Linked DNA regions of Mus musculus: region 2 is linked to region 1. The links are chromatin contacts, called in public HiChIP or PLAC-seq maps. All regions are on one chromosome and are shown on one strand. The core of a region is the stretch at or near the end of the contact, and the rest is flanking DNA. Distances in the headings are between cores, read along the strand shown.

Region 1 (6,198 bases), core at 2,374-4,873:
TAGAAAGTAATTTGTTAGCCCACAAGTCATGCCAATATTGCCTCATTTTTGCCTTGCAGGTTGGTAATACAACATGCAGGGTCCATAGCTGAGAATGTTGATAATTATTCCATAGCAGCCCAAGAGCCTGCATAGTATCTGTGAAAACTATAAAAACGAACTGTGTGGGAGGAAGGATCACTTTCAGCTTGAATTCTCTAGTCCTGTATGCTATGCCTTAAGCAATACAGTCTTATGATTTACTCCTGGCAGGCAACCAGCAGCAGATACAGTAGCTCTCAGGGTTCTCTCTGGCCAGGCTGACCTTGAACCTATAATCTTCCTGACACAGCCTACCAAGTGCTTGGATTTCAGATCTGTGATGCCTCATCTGGTTTCACGTTCATTGTTGATAGAGATAGGGTTTGAAATTTTCTCTGCCACTGAGGTTTCTGTTTAACTGCATCTCATTTCTCTATTGACTTCTTTTTAGTCTTCTGGTCCCTGTAATCGGTAGCTACTTTCTGGTGATCCTGTTTGTTTGTTTGTTTGTTTGTTTGTTTCATTTTGGCCTGGTGGTTCATTTAGATAATTTTGTTAATGATATTTCAATGATATTTGAATGAGTTTGTTAGTAGCTCTAGGAATTAAGCTAATGTATTAATTTATTACAGTTTTCTTCATGTGAGTTTTAACTTATTCTTGTAAAATAGTCTTTCCATGTAGTTACAGGGCTTCTTTACTTATTTGGCTATTGCTGTTACATGTATCATATCTGCATTATTATAAATCATGTTTCTATAAACCTCATCCTTCTATAAAATATAGAGATAAAACTAAGACATATTGAGTCTGATATTCTTCATTTCTTCCTGTGAATTCAGATCATCTGTTGTCATTTCCTTACTCCAATATAGCTACATTTATAACTATATATATAGTGAAAAATAAAAAATAAAACATGATCAACAGAATAGGCCATTATACTGATATTCTGTCTGCTCATATTTCTGAAAGAGTTTGGTGGCTCCGTTTTTCTCAGTGTACAGCTTGATTCTTTCTGTACTTTGACCATGTGATCCCACTGCCTTCAGGATGTTGTTGGTTCCAATGAGAAGGCATTTGTTGATCTTTGGTTATCTCATGCATGGGCAGCTGTTATTTTCTTGCTCTTAAAATTCTTCTCTATTTCTTTGAATTTCACCAGGTGGATTATGTGTCTAGACAACATTCTTCTTTGTATTTATCCCACTTGGAGGAACTGAGCTTTATTGAAATGTTTTTAAATGAGGTTCAGTGGAATTTCAGCCAATTATTTGTTACCATTTTTTTTCTTTTCCTCTTTCTCCTTGGAAACTTTTGGTGTATGATTAACACTGTTTTTGTTGTCCTTTTTATTATTAATTTGTTTGTTTTAAAAACCTTGTTACATTTTATTTGTTTGTTTGTTTATTTATTTATTTATTTATTTATTTAGTGTGTTTATGTCTGTGCTTGCCAAGGAGCTTGTGTGGAGGATGTCAGAGAACAATGTGCAGAAGGGGGTTCTTCCTTCCACCATGGAGATCCTGGGGTCTGAATTCAGATCCTCACGCTTGGTGGCAGTCATCTCTACCAGCTGAGCCCTCTTCCTGGCCTTCTTATGATTACTTCTGAAAATGAAAGTCTAGATTACACACCAAAGTGTAAATTGTATGTGATGGCGTCTTTTGATTCTGAAATGTTTTATGGGTAAGTTATTGCTACTGTTGAGTTGTTTCAGTGACGGTCCTCAACTTATTCACAGATGTGCTCTCTTGTGGTCAAGCTTAGGAATGTTTGCTCAGGTTATCCTCTGTTTCCATTCTTGCTTTTGCTTTCTGTGTCCTTTTCCTAAGGTTCTTTCTAGGTTAGCATGGCTTAGTTGTCAGCCAGTGCTTGGGCAAAGATTTACTTAAGGATCTTAAATAAGTAGTACATCTCTGCTATGACATCTGTCTTGCAAGTGGCTTCAAGAATGCCTTCTAACTTCGGACAGTTTATAAGTCCCTGACTACGTTTTCCTCTCTGCCTTTATGATCCTCACATGGCATAACTGTGCCTACCTTCTTTCAGCATATCAGGAATACACTGGACATCACCTAGGCCTTTCTCCATTAACCTTTCCCCATCTGTTTTGTTGAAGATTGTATCTGGAGCCTTACACATTGTTCTTTTTGCCATATTTAATTTTCTGGCTGGTCTATTGTCTGGTTTTGTTGTTGTCCCAGACAGTGTGGATCACATTATAGTATAAGATGTATCTGGTGGTTGCTTCTGTGATCTTTGGTTTCTCTAACAACATCTGGGGTGTAGAATTTTCCATGTTCTGTCCAGTACCAATCAGCAAGGCAGCAGAGCTGTGTATTCACAAGGCTGTACTGCCTTACTAGTTAGAACTTCATGCTAAGAAACTGGGGAGGGTAGGAACAGCTCCTTCCTAAAATGCCAAAGGTCTTCATTCTCTCTGGTTCTTGGCATGTTGGAAGATATGTTCATATGCTTTACGTTCTTTTGAAGAGTTAGTAATTGATTACTTATGATATTTCTGCTTTGTCAGTGTTTCCACAGCCAGAACTTTTCAACTTCTTTTCTCTGCTGTTCTGGAAGCTTGTCTAGCTTGATATTCAACCTTTAAGTGGAACTTTTAGCTAAGATGCTAACCTATTTTTATAAAATAAAAATACTAAATATGGATTATTGGTATACTTTATATATTGTGCATGGTTTTGTTGTTGTTTGGTGGGTTGGTTTTTGTTTTGATTTTGAGATAGGGTCTCATGTATGACAAACTGACTTCAAACTCATGTAGCTGAAGATGACCTTGGATTCCTGATGTTTCTATCTCCCGACTACTAGGACACAGATGGGTATCATTAGTTGATTTGGTTCTAGGGATTTGACTATAAGTGTGGTGTGATGATTTGATTTCTTACCTTGACTTCCCCTTAATAATGGGCTGGAGCCTAAGATTATAAGCCAAATAACCATTTTCCTCCTCTAAATTGCTCTTTGTAAGTGCATTTTGCCATAGAAAAAGAAGTTTAAAAAATGGAGCAGAAATATTAGATCTAGGGTAGGGAGGAAGAAAGTCAGTGATCCACTTTCTCTTCCTTCAATAGTTTCTTCTTTCCATTCTAAATGGACCTGGTATCTAAATCCATGAGTTCATTACCTTGGCTCATTGCAAAAGTTAACGGAAATCTTCTAAGGCAGCCTGAATCTCATGAGAGCTGGAAAAAGTTTAGACCTGGGTGGAATTAAAGGAGACAAGAAAAAGGAAGTTGTTCTAGGACTAAAGGATTAATGCCATGAGTCATGTTTGTCTAATATCTAGTTATCTCGTAGTTCTTAACTCTGTAGCTTTAGAGAGGTGGAGACAAGAGAAGATGGGGGTGGATTTAATAATATTGGTTGGATCTAAATACATTGTATGCATATATGAAATTACCACATAATAATATAAACATTTAAGAAAGAATATTAGTTGGATACTTAACCTGTTAACTATCTCAAACACATTTCCTGCCAGGGAAGTGTCTGCCCAGGTCTGGCTGGAGGATGTGGTTTTGGCTAATAGTCGGATGGTGAACATGGTAGTTATGAATGGAGTTACTGGATGGGAAAAGAGGAAATAAAGTTGCTGACACCAGGCTTTGGTCTCCAGCAACAGATTTCCTCTAAATGAAGAGTCATCTCAGTTCTTGTGGAATTTTCCTTCTTCCTCTTTTTATTTTTTAAAGTACAGTCTCATTTATAGCATCTTTTGCTGTTAAATATAGTTAGGAATGAACAGGAGGACCATTGAAAGAGTGTTATTGTGAGAACTTCCTATATGCACACACTTGCCATTATTCCTAGTTCTGTCCATCATCCATCATCCATTGAACACATCTTTATCTTGAACCTGCTTTGCTGTAGGCACCATGCTATGCACACAGAACAGCAAGGTGAACATGGACACTGACTTTATGCGTCTGGCTTTAGTTCCATAAAGGAAGGCAGACATGTTGGAATGGGAATTAAAGGCTTGAAGAAATATAAAATAAAAACAGGATCAGACATGCTTTGAAGGTCACAGAAAAATCTCTCAGGGGTAGTGACCTTGAAGCTGAGTTCTGAAGCTTAGGTCTGTTTTAGCTGGTATACAAGTGATGCCTACCGAGGCCTTCAGGATCTAACCCAGCTTCCTTTGTAATCTCCCCACCAACCATTTTTGCTGTTGGTTTTTATTTAGTAGCCACAGGTTCTCTGTCACTTCCTCCACATGCCTGCTGGGAACATTATCTTCTAAGACCACTCATTTACCCTTTTCACAGCCTAGCTTTAGGAGACGCTCGCCTTTTCCTGTTACATTATTTACTGTGTGATTGTTCTGTAAAATATAAGTTCTTACAATGATGAGCAGCTATCTCAATTGTCGCTTTACCTCTGGGACCTTGGAATATGATTGATAGACATAGCTAAATGTTCTACTTGAATATTTGTTAAATAAGTGGATGGACAAAAGATGCAGGCTATAGTTTTGCACCTGAGAGAACATCCTACACTTGGCGAAAGGGAAGATGATCTGTATGGTTGTGAATAGAAAAGAGGAAGGAAATGGAACGGGAACGGGGATAGAGATGAAAATCTAATCTAGAAGTCTCCTACATCAGTGTTTGTCAAACGGTGAGGAGTTGAGCCATAAAACAATTTTGGTGGACTTCTCTTAGCATTTAATCAAACGGGACAATACAATACTGTACCATGTTCCTAGTAAAAGCATCACATTAAGCTCTCTTCCACATATATATGTATGTGTATGCATTCATATTATGGTATGGCAGAAAAAGTTTTCTTGTTTTAGTGTGAAATAAATAAGTATGAAAGAATCATTTAGTGATCAAGTGAAGACTGTCTGGTTTTCTGCTATAAGACTAAAGGACTCATGAAAACTATTTTCACAGAGGAGGTAGATTTCAAGGAGCCCTTTCATCAGAAGGCATCAATCCTAGAAGACGATCCTGCTTTTACTAACATAGAAGCGTTAGGTGTTGTGCAGAGCTATGCTGTTCTTTGCTATGTCTACAATCTCTAGGTTTCTGGGAGGCAGGAGCTCTGCCTTGTTTACTGTATCTGGTGCCTAACATATGCTCGTACTTAGCAATGACCTAGGGGTTGCATGAATGACCAGATTAGTCTACCGAGAAATGTTTGTTTTTCTAAAGCTGCAGTTTGTGAATTTAATAGCTATAGAAGCCTGCTGACAACACACATGCAAGGCAGCAATTCTACTACTGAACTACACCATAGCCCACCTACAGCTTTTAACATGAATAATTTGGGTGAGAATAATTTGGGTGAGAATAATTTTGGTGAGAATAATTTGGGTGAGAATAATTTGGGTGAGAATAATTTGGGTGAGAATAATTTTGGTGAGAATACCAGTCATAACCCTCTTTGCTTTCATAGATTCCAATATGGATCTACTATAACAATAAAAACCAAAACTAAACATTAAAAAAGAAAAAAGCAAAACAAAACAAAACAAACAAGCAAACAAACAAAAAACCCATAGTAAGCATAAACAACTACCAAAACAAAACAAAACAAAAAGTGCATTTTGTGTTAGCCAGTTTCTCCTGGCATGTGGCCTGCCCTGACTTGTAGGTTATATACCCAGTGATAGTCTATTGGAGAAAACTAATTTTCCCTTTCTCGGAAGGTATCGATTGACTGTAATAGCTTGTAGGTTAGGGGTAGAACTCTGTGTTCATCTCCCCTTCTTAGAGCTGGGATTTTTTTTTTCCTTTTTGAACCTGTATAGGTATTGTGTATGTTATCACAATCTTTGTGAGTTTTGGCCTTATTTATTATTTTCAATTGTAATTATGTTCATGTGTTTATGTTTATGTGAGAATATGTGCACATTTAAGTTTTGGTGCTTGAAAACTCCAGAAGACAATGTTGGATGCCCCCTTAAGTTGGATTAGCCTCGAGGTTAGGGATTAGCAGAGTGAAATAGGGTTGCAGTGTTCATGTAGTTTATCTCTTCCAAACCTCAGGTTGTGTGTTAGTCATACCCTTAGTTTGCTTCTTTCTTGCTATGATAAAGGCCATGGGAAACCACAACTAGAAGAGGAAGCAGTTAATTCGACGTCCAAGTTCATGTTACAGCGTATCATCTAGAGAAGCAGGACAGGAATTCAAGGCTTCCTG
Region 2 (5,513 bases), core at 2,398-4,897, 270 kb before region 1:
GCCACAATCTCAGGACAGATTTTCTGCTCCTCTGACTCTTACACTCTTCCTGATCCCTCTTCTGAGGCATTCCCAGAGGCTTGGATGTAGGAGTTGTATTGTAAATGTAGTCCTTGGGGCTGGGCACCCTATGGCCAGCTGTTCTCTGCATTTTGACCAGTTGTGGTTTTCTGTAATGGTCTCTGTTACAAAGAGAAGCTTCTCTGGTGAAGGGTGGGAGCTATATTCACATGTGATTTGAAGAATAAATAGTAAATGCAATTAAGAATTACCCTGGTTTAGCATGGTGTTGGTAGTAGGTTCTTTTCTAAAATCTATGACTTTACTAGCTCCATGTTGTTGGCTAGGCTTCCAGTAGTTCCCTTCTGTCAAGTGAAACTTATGTTCAATTAGACAGCTACTGGTTACTACCAAGATACAAATGCCACTATTGTACTTTTGGGAATATCTTGCCATGCTGGTTATTGTGAATTATAGACTTCAAAGCTAGGTAAGATTGGTTGCTTCCCTCCCTTGGCAGGTTCCATAGCACTTTCCAGGACTATGAAAGTTATTTCTCCTTAGATCTGTCTAATCCTAAGTCCACAATACATGGAGTCTTTAGCAATAGAAACATACCTTTAACCCGTGGAAAGCAAGCAAGGGTAACAGTAATAGTCTATATTGTTTTGGGAATCTCTGGACCAACAACTCAAAGGGAGTTTCTCATATCCAGTACTGTGCATCTTATTACACAGCCTATGGCTTTTTGGGGAATATTGTCGACCGAATTGGCTTATAGTCACTTAAACTATATATGTTTATACTTATGCTTACATTTATTATAGACAATTTTAGGTTAATAAAAATATGATTTCTTAGGGAGTTTTCAAATATCCTCCCTCCTTCTCTTGTACTAGCCTCTTTCTCCTGCCTTCAGTTAAAGACACTGCCCTTGTTTTTCCCATTTTTCCCTTCATATGACTTATCACTGTTGCTTTTGTAGAACTTAATGATTAATTTTGTTTTTTTCAAGACAGTCCTACCTAGCTGTCCTGGAAGTCACTTTGTAGATCAGGCTTACCTCCAGCTCACAAAGATTGTCCTGCAGTTGCTTCCAGAGTGCTGGTCTTAAAGGCATGTACCACCACCACCCAATAGAACTTCATTCTTTAGACAATTCTGAACTCATAAATGATTTTAATAAGAGGAATAACTGCAGGGTAAAGGGGATAAAGAGTCCAAGCTCAATTTTGGGTTTGAAAACTTACCCCAAACCACTAGTCCCTGAGCTCAAAATCTCACCAATTCCTGGGCTTGCCCCAAGCTTAGGATTTGAAATTTCTCTAGTCCCCACCCTGGAAAAGTTCTCCCTCGAGAAACCCTGTTTAAGCCTGTCTCTCGCTCAGTTCCTTGCTTCTTCTTGCCTGAGTAGAGGTAGCTTCTCTTTGTGTCTTTCCCAATAAATCTTTTGTGTGAGGCTTGTTGTGTTGTGTGACTTTGTGGCATTCCTTGGCTCTCAGTTGGCAGGATACCTTTCCCTTCAGAGCTGTAACACTTGTATAGGAGAAGACTTTCCCATCAGAGTTGCGACACCATATCTATTAGGGAAACCTTTCCCCTCAGAACTCTAACTCTTACAGTGATATAGTGAGAACTGTGATTTTCTCACGCAGAATAATGGATAACTTGTCAAAATATTGATATATTTCCCAGGAGTAGAGCACTTGCTAGAATATGCAAAACCCTGCGGTTGATTCCTAGTGCAAAAAGGGATGAGGGGGAGGATCCTGCTTTCACAAATGCTATGGTGATACTGGAAAGACTAAGAGAAAGTTTAGACTACACAAAAAGAACACTGTGTTTTGGGGCAATGGTTTTGTTACCTGGGAGCACATTTTGTAATAGAATAGAATTTTTGGTTATGAGGATCAAGTTAAGTATGAGACTGTTTAACACATTGCTTCAAACTAGTAAATACTGGCTTGCAATTTCATTCACACTACCTACTGTGCAAACTCATTGAAGTATTTGTTTTAAATAAGAGTCTGTTTCCTTACTATGCCTTAGTACACATGTATAAGAACTAAATAAGGTCATGTGTCTATAAATCATAGTTACAAAATGAGACTATAATGGGACAAGTAGCTATAATTGATATTTGCAATAGGTTACACTGATAGTGGTAGAGAGGGTAAAGACATACTTAATGACTAACAGGAAATTCCTATTATGCAGCAACAACAGAAATCTAGTATGTTCCAGTTTAGATCCCACTGTCTCAACAATCCCCCACCAGAAACTTGACTTTGTTGTAGAATTTATTTACTTATAACTTTGTTGTTGTGCTGCTGCTGCTGTTGTTGAGACAGAGCCTTGCTCTTGAGACTAGGCTAGCCTAGAACTCATTATAAACTCTGGCTTAGAATTTTTTTTTTAAGTGAGAAACAATCTTTCCCTGCAATAGGGCTTGTGTTTTTAAAAAAGTACAAAGAATTGCCTGGTGGTGTTTCCTCCTCTGTGATGTGTGTGTGTGTGTGTGTGTGTGTGTGTGTGTGTGTGTGTGTGTGTGTCTGCTGTACACACAGAAGATCCAACAAAGAGAATGTATGGGTCATTTTGATCTAACTTTGATGCTCCCGTCTTTTGCTATGATAACTGGGTGTTTGATGGTTTCCTATTCCTCGGAAGGAGAAGTTATGGAGGAGAGTGAGAATCAGATTTCATTTCAGTTTTGAACATTTTACTTTTGAGTTTTTGAAAAAGCATGCAAGCTGAGGTGCCAGAGAAGAAATTGAACTCTGTGAGTCTTAAAAATAAAAGTCTGTTGGCTGGGGAGACAACTTATTGGGTAGGAGAATTTGCTGTGTAACCATGAGGATCTAAGTTTGGATCTGGCTCACACATAAAAATATAAACAGTTCTGTTTACTCAACTTGGTCTTCTATTTACTTTCTTTCAGTGTCTGGTTACCTAGAATCTAACTGAGCAGATTCATGACTAATAGCCCATGTTGATTATTACAAGTAGCTGGCTGGTGTGAGTTTGGTGTGAGTTTCCTTTGCTATTGATAGTACTGCTTAAACACATAGCCTTTTCAACACAAGTCACAAGTGGACTCTGAGTAAACAAACATACAGATAAGGAACTTTATTTTTATAATGTATATATTAGTTTAATTGTAAAGAATGTTTATCATGACCTGCTTGGTTTGAGGAACACACACACATGCACATACATGCTCACTTATCCACCCTCACACACAAATTCACAGGCACACACACACACACACACACACACACACACACACAGCCCAGGGGAATATAAGAGTATGTGGCTCAGGCTTTAACATGTCCTCTCTTTTCTTTCCAGTGCAGAGCATCCTTTCTCTCTCAAAACTCAGGGCCTACTTATATCTACCCTCCTCTTTTGACCCCTCTTCTGTACAATCTGTGATATCGCCTCTCTTTCTCTTTCTTCACATTCTGCAATCTAATCCTTTAAATTTTTAGAGTCTGTTCACATGCTAACTCTGTCAAAACAGCTTCCTGGCTTCAGAAACCATGAGCTATTCAGTTTCTTTTGACACATTTGTAACCGGAGCTATTCAGGCTCTGAGCCCTAACATCTCCTCTTTCTCCCTCTCTATGATTAATTCTCGTCTTCATTTCCTTCCTCTATTACAGGAAGAATTGACAGGCGGCTGCTGTCCATTGTGATGAGCGATACTGTCAAACTGTCAAGAGGGTTGTTCTTTCTCATTTTCATGCTATTTGTTGTAGAAATGAAAGTAGGTGGGATGATTTCTTCTTTCATAGAGATTTTTTTTTAAGAGGCTAAGGTAAAACATCATAATCTATTACTGTGATTAGAAATCTGTAGTCAGGCTTGCAGGACAAATTCTCCTACCCACTAAGCCACTGAAGGGCACTGTTTTTAGTTTTATATCCATTTACACATTAAACAGTTATTGAATATCTTCATTGTTCATTGAACTAATGACAAGCCATATGCAATAGTTCCATATCTAGACGGATACTATTCACTTAATAAGATTAATTTTAGCTGCATTTATTTTCCTGAAAAACGACATAATTTCACGTGACTTTATTGGTCCTGGCAATACTTATCCTTTATCTTTTATGCCTTATTTTATTTTATTTTTCAGAGCTTAAAATTTTCTGATTTATCTCTAATAAATACTATATTCTTGACTGAGATTTTCATTCATGCTCTGTCAACAGTATCATTTCCCTACAAAATGAACTAGTACAAGTCAATTCAACCAAATCAAACTGTAATCATTTGAACTGTTTGTAAACTCTGATGAATTTATTAGAAAATCAGAATTGCTTTATTTTAATGAGCTCACAAATAAAAAATACTGCACAGGTAAATTAAGGTAGCCACTCAAACAAACGCCTGTTCAGTTTCCAACTCTGTCTATCACAATGAGCTGTTAGACAATTAAAATGATCATCCTGAAGCCTTGGAGCTACTGTCAGTAGCTCGTTCTCATCAGCATAAAGTAGAGCCCACTGGGAAAAAGAGTTACATTGCTAGTAATTGGCAGAGACGTAATTGCTTAACAAAATATCTGTCAAATATGTAAACAAATAGAAATTGCTTTACTCGTCATACATATTCCCCGTGTCTTTAACACACTTAAGTGTACACATCTGTTGGGTTTGTGGTGGGCTCTTAAATTATAGTTACTCCATCTTGTGAAAGTAGCTCCTAAGAATACTTTAATTACTACATCTATCTTGGGAAAACTAGTCTCTGATCACAAAGACCAGCCATTAACTCCTATACAATGTGTTTCTGACCTAAAGATTATGAGAACTTTCTAACCACTTAACTGCTCAGCATCTGGAATTGCAACTTTGCAGGGGATGCTCCTGTATCTTATGTCCTTCCTCGTGTGTGTGTGTGTGTGTGTGTGTGTGTGTGTGTGTGTGTGTGTGTATGGGAAAAAGGGAGAGAATATTTTTTACCAACTAAAGCCCACTACTCCTGTTGCTTCTGGGTGTTACCACAAGACTTTGTATCATGAATTACATGAATTGGCTATTCATATATATATATATATATATATATATATATATATATATATATATATATATATATATGTGTGTGTGTGTGTGTGTGTGTGTGTGTGTGTATGAATAATATATAATATAATATAATAATATGTATATGAGTTAATACAGTTAAGGTATAAACTGTTATCCCTACAAGAATGTGAATAAGCAATCTGATTCATAGGAGGCAGAGTCAGATGAAGAATGTAGCAGTGAGAACTTCATTTTGATGAATGCAATCATCTTAGAGGCTTAAGGCCATCCCTATCAACAACCCAAGAGTGTAAAGACAATACCAGGTATTTAAACTGTAACCTCCTTCAGCCTAGGCAGGCTGGTTCAGACTTATGCCACTGAGGCAGGGCCACCTGCAGTGCTGCTTCTCTGACTCACCTAGTTTCCTTTGATGTGATACTGCCTGCCACCTGCCGTGAGGCTGAACCAGTTCTC

The links. HiChIP or PLAC-seq counts read pairs in DNA pulled down with a chosen protein or histone mark.
Region 2: an H3K27ac HiChIP or PLAC-seq map of the HPC-7 cell line shows a contact between it and region 1, with 6 times the contacts expected there. The contact joins two enhancer-like sites. A contact is called at or near these places in 4 of 39 promoter capture datasets (the 3T3-L1 cell line, the HPC-7 cell line and cranial neural crest), 1 of 15 datasets of contacts at CTCF or cohesin (the NIH/3T3 cell line), 1 of 484 Hi-C or Micro-C datasets (embryonic fibroblasts), 4 of 115 datasets of contacts at active chromatin or transcription factors (the HPC-7 cell line, bone marrow-derived dendritic cells, bone marrow-derived macrophages and 1 more) and 2 of 9 other capture datasets (bone marrow-derived macrophages and macrophages).

Annotation. Positions count from the first base shown.
Region 1 is chr1:149,937,891-149,944,088 of GRCm38.p6, reverse strand. The region is part of intron 1 of Pla2g4a (phospholipase A2, group IVA (cytosolic, calcium-dependent)); the gene reads left to right. Among named protein-coding and RNA genes, the nearest start is that of Pla2g4a, 20 kb to the left of the region's middle. Within about 2 kb of position 3,623, at least 61 of the 459 cell types and tissues checked have an H3K27ac peak or open chromatin away from gene starts, as enhancers often do. A contact at or near this core is called in the HPC-7 cell line, where this site is marked.
Region 2 is chr1:150,206,490-150,212,002 of GRCm38.p6, reverse strand. No RefSeq gene overlaps it. Among named protein-coding and RNA genes, the nearest start is that of Ptgs2os2, 44 kb to the right of the region's middle. Within about 2 kb of position 3,647, at least 5 of the 459 cell types and tissues checked have an H3K27ac peak or open chromatin away from gene starts, as enhancers often do. A contact at or near this core is called in the HPC-7 cell line, where this site is marked.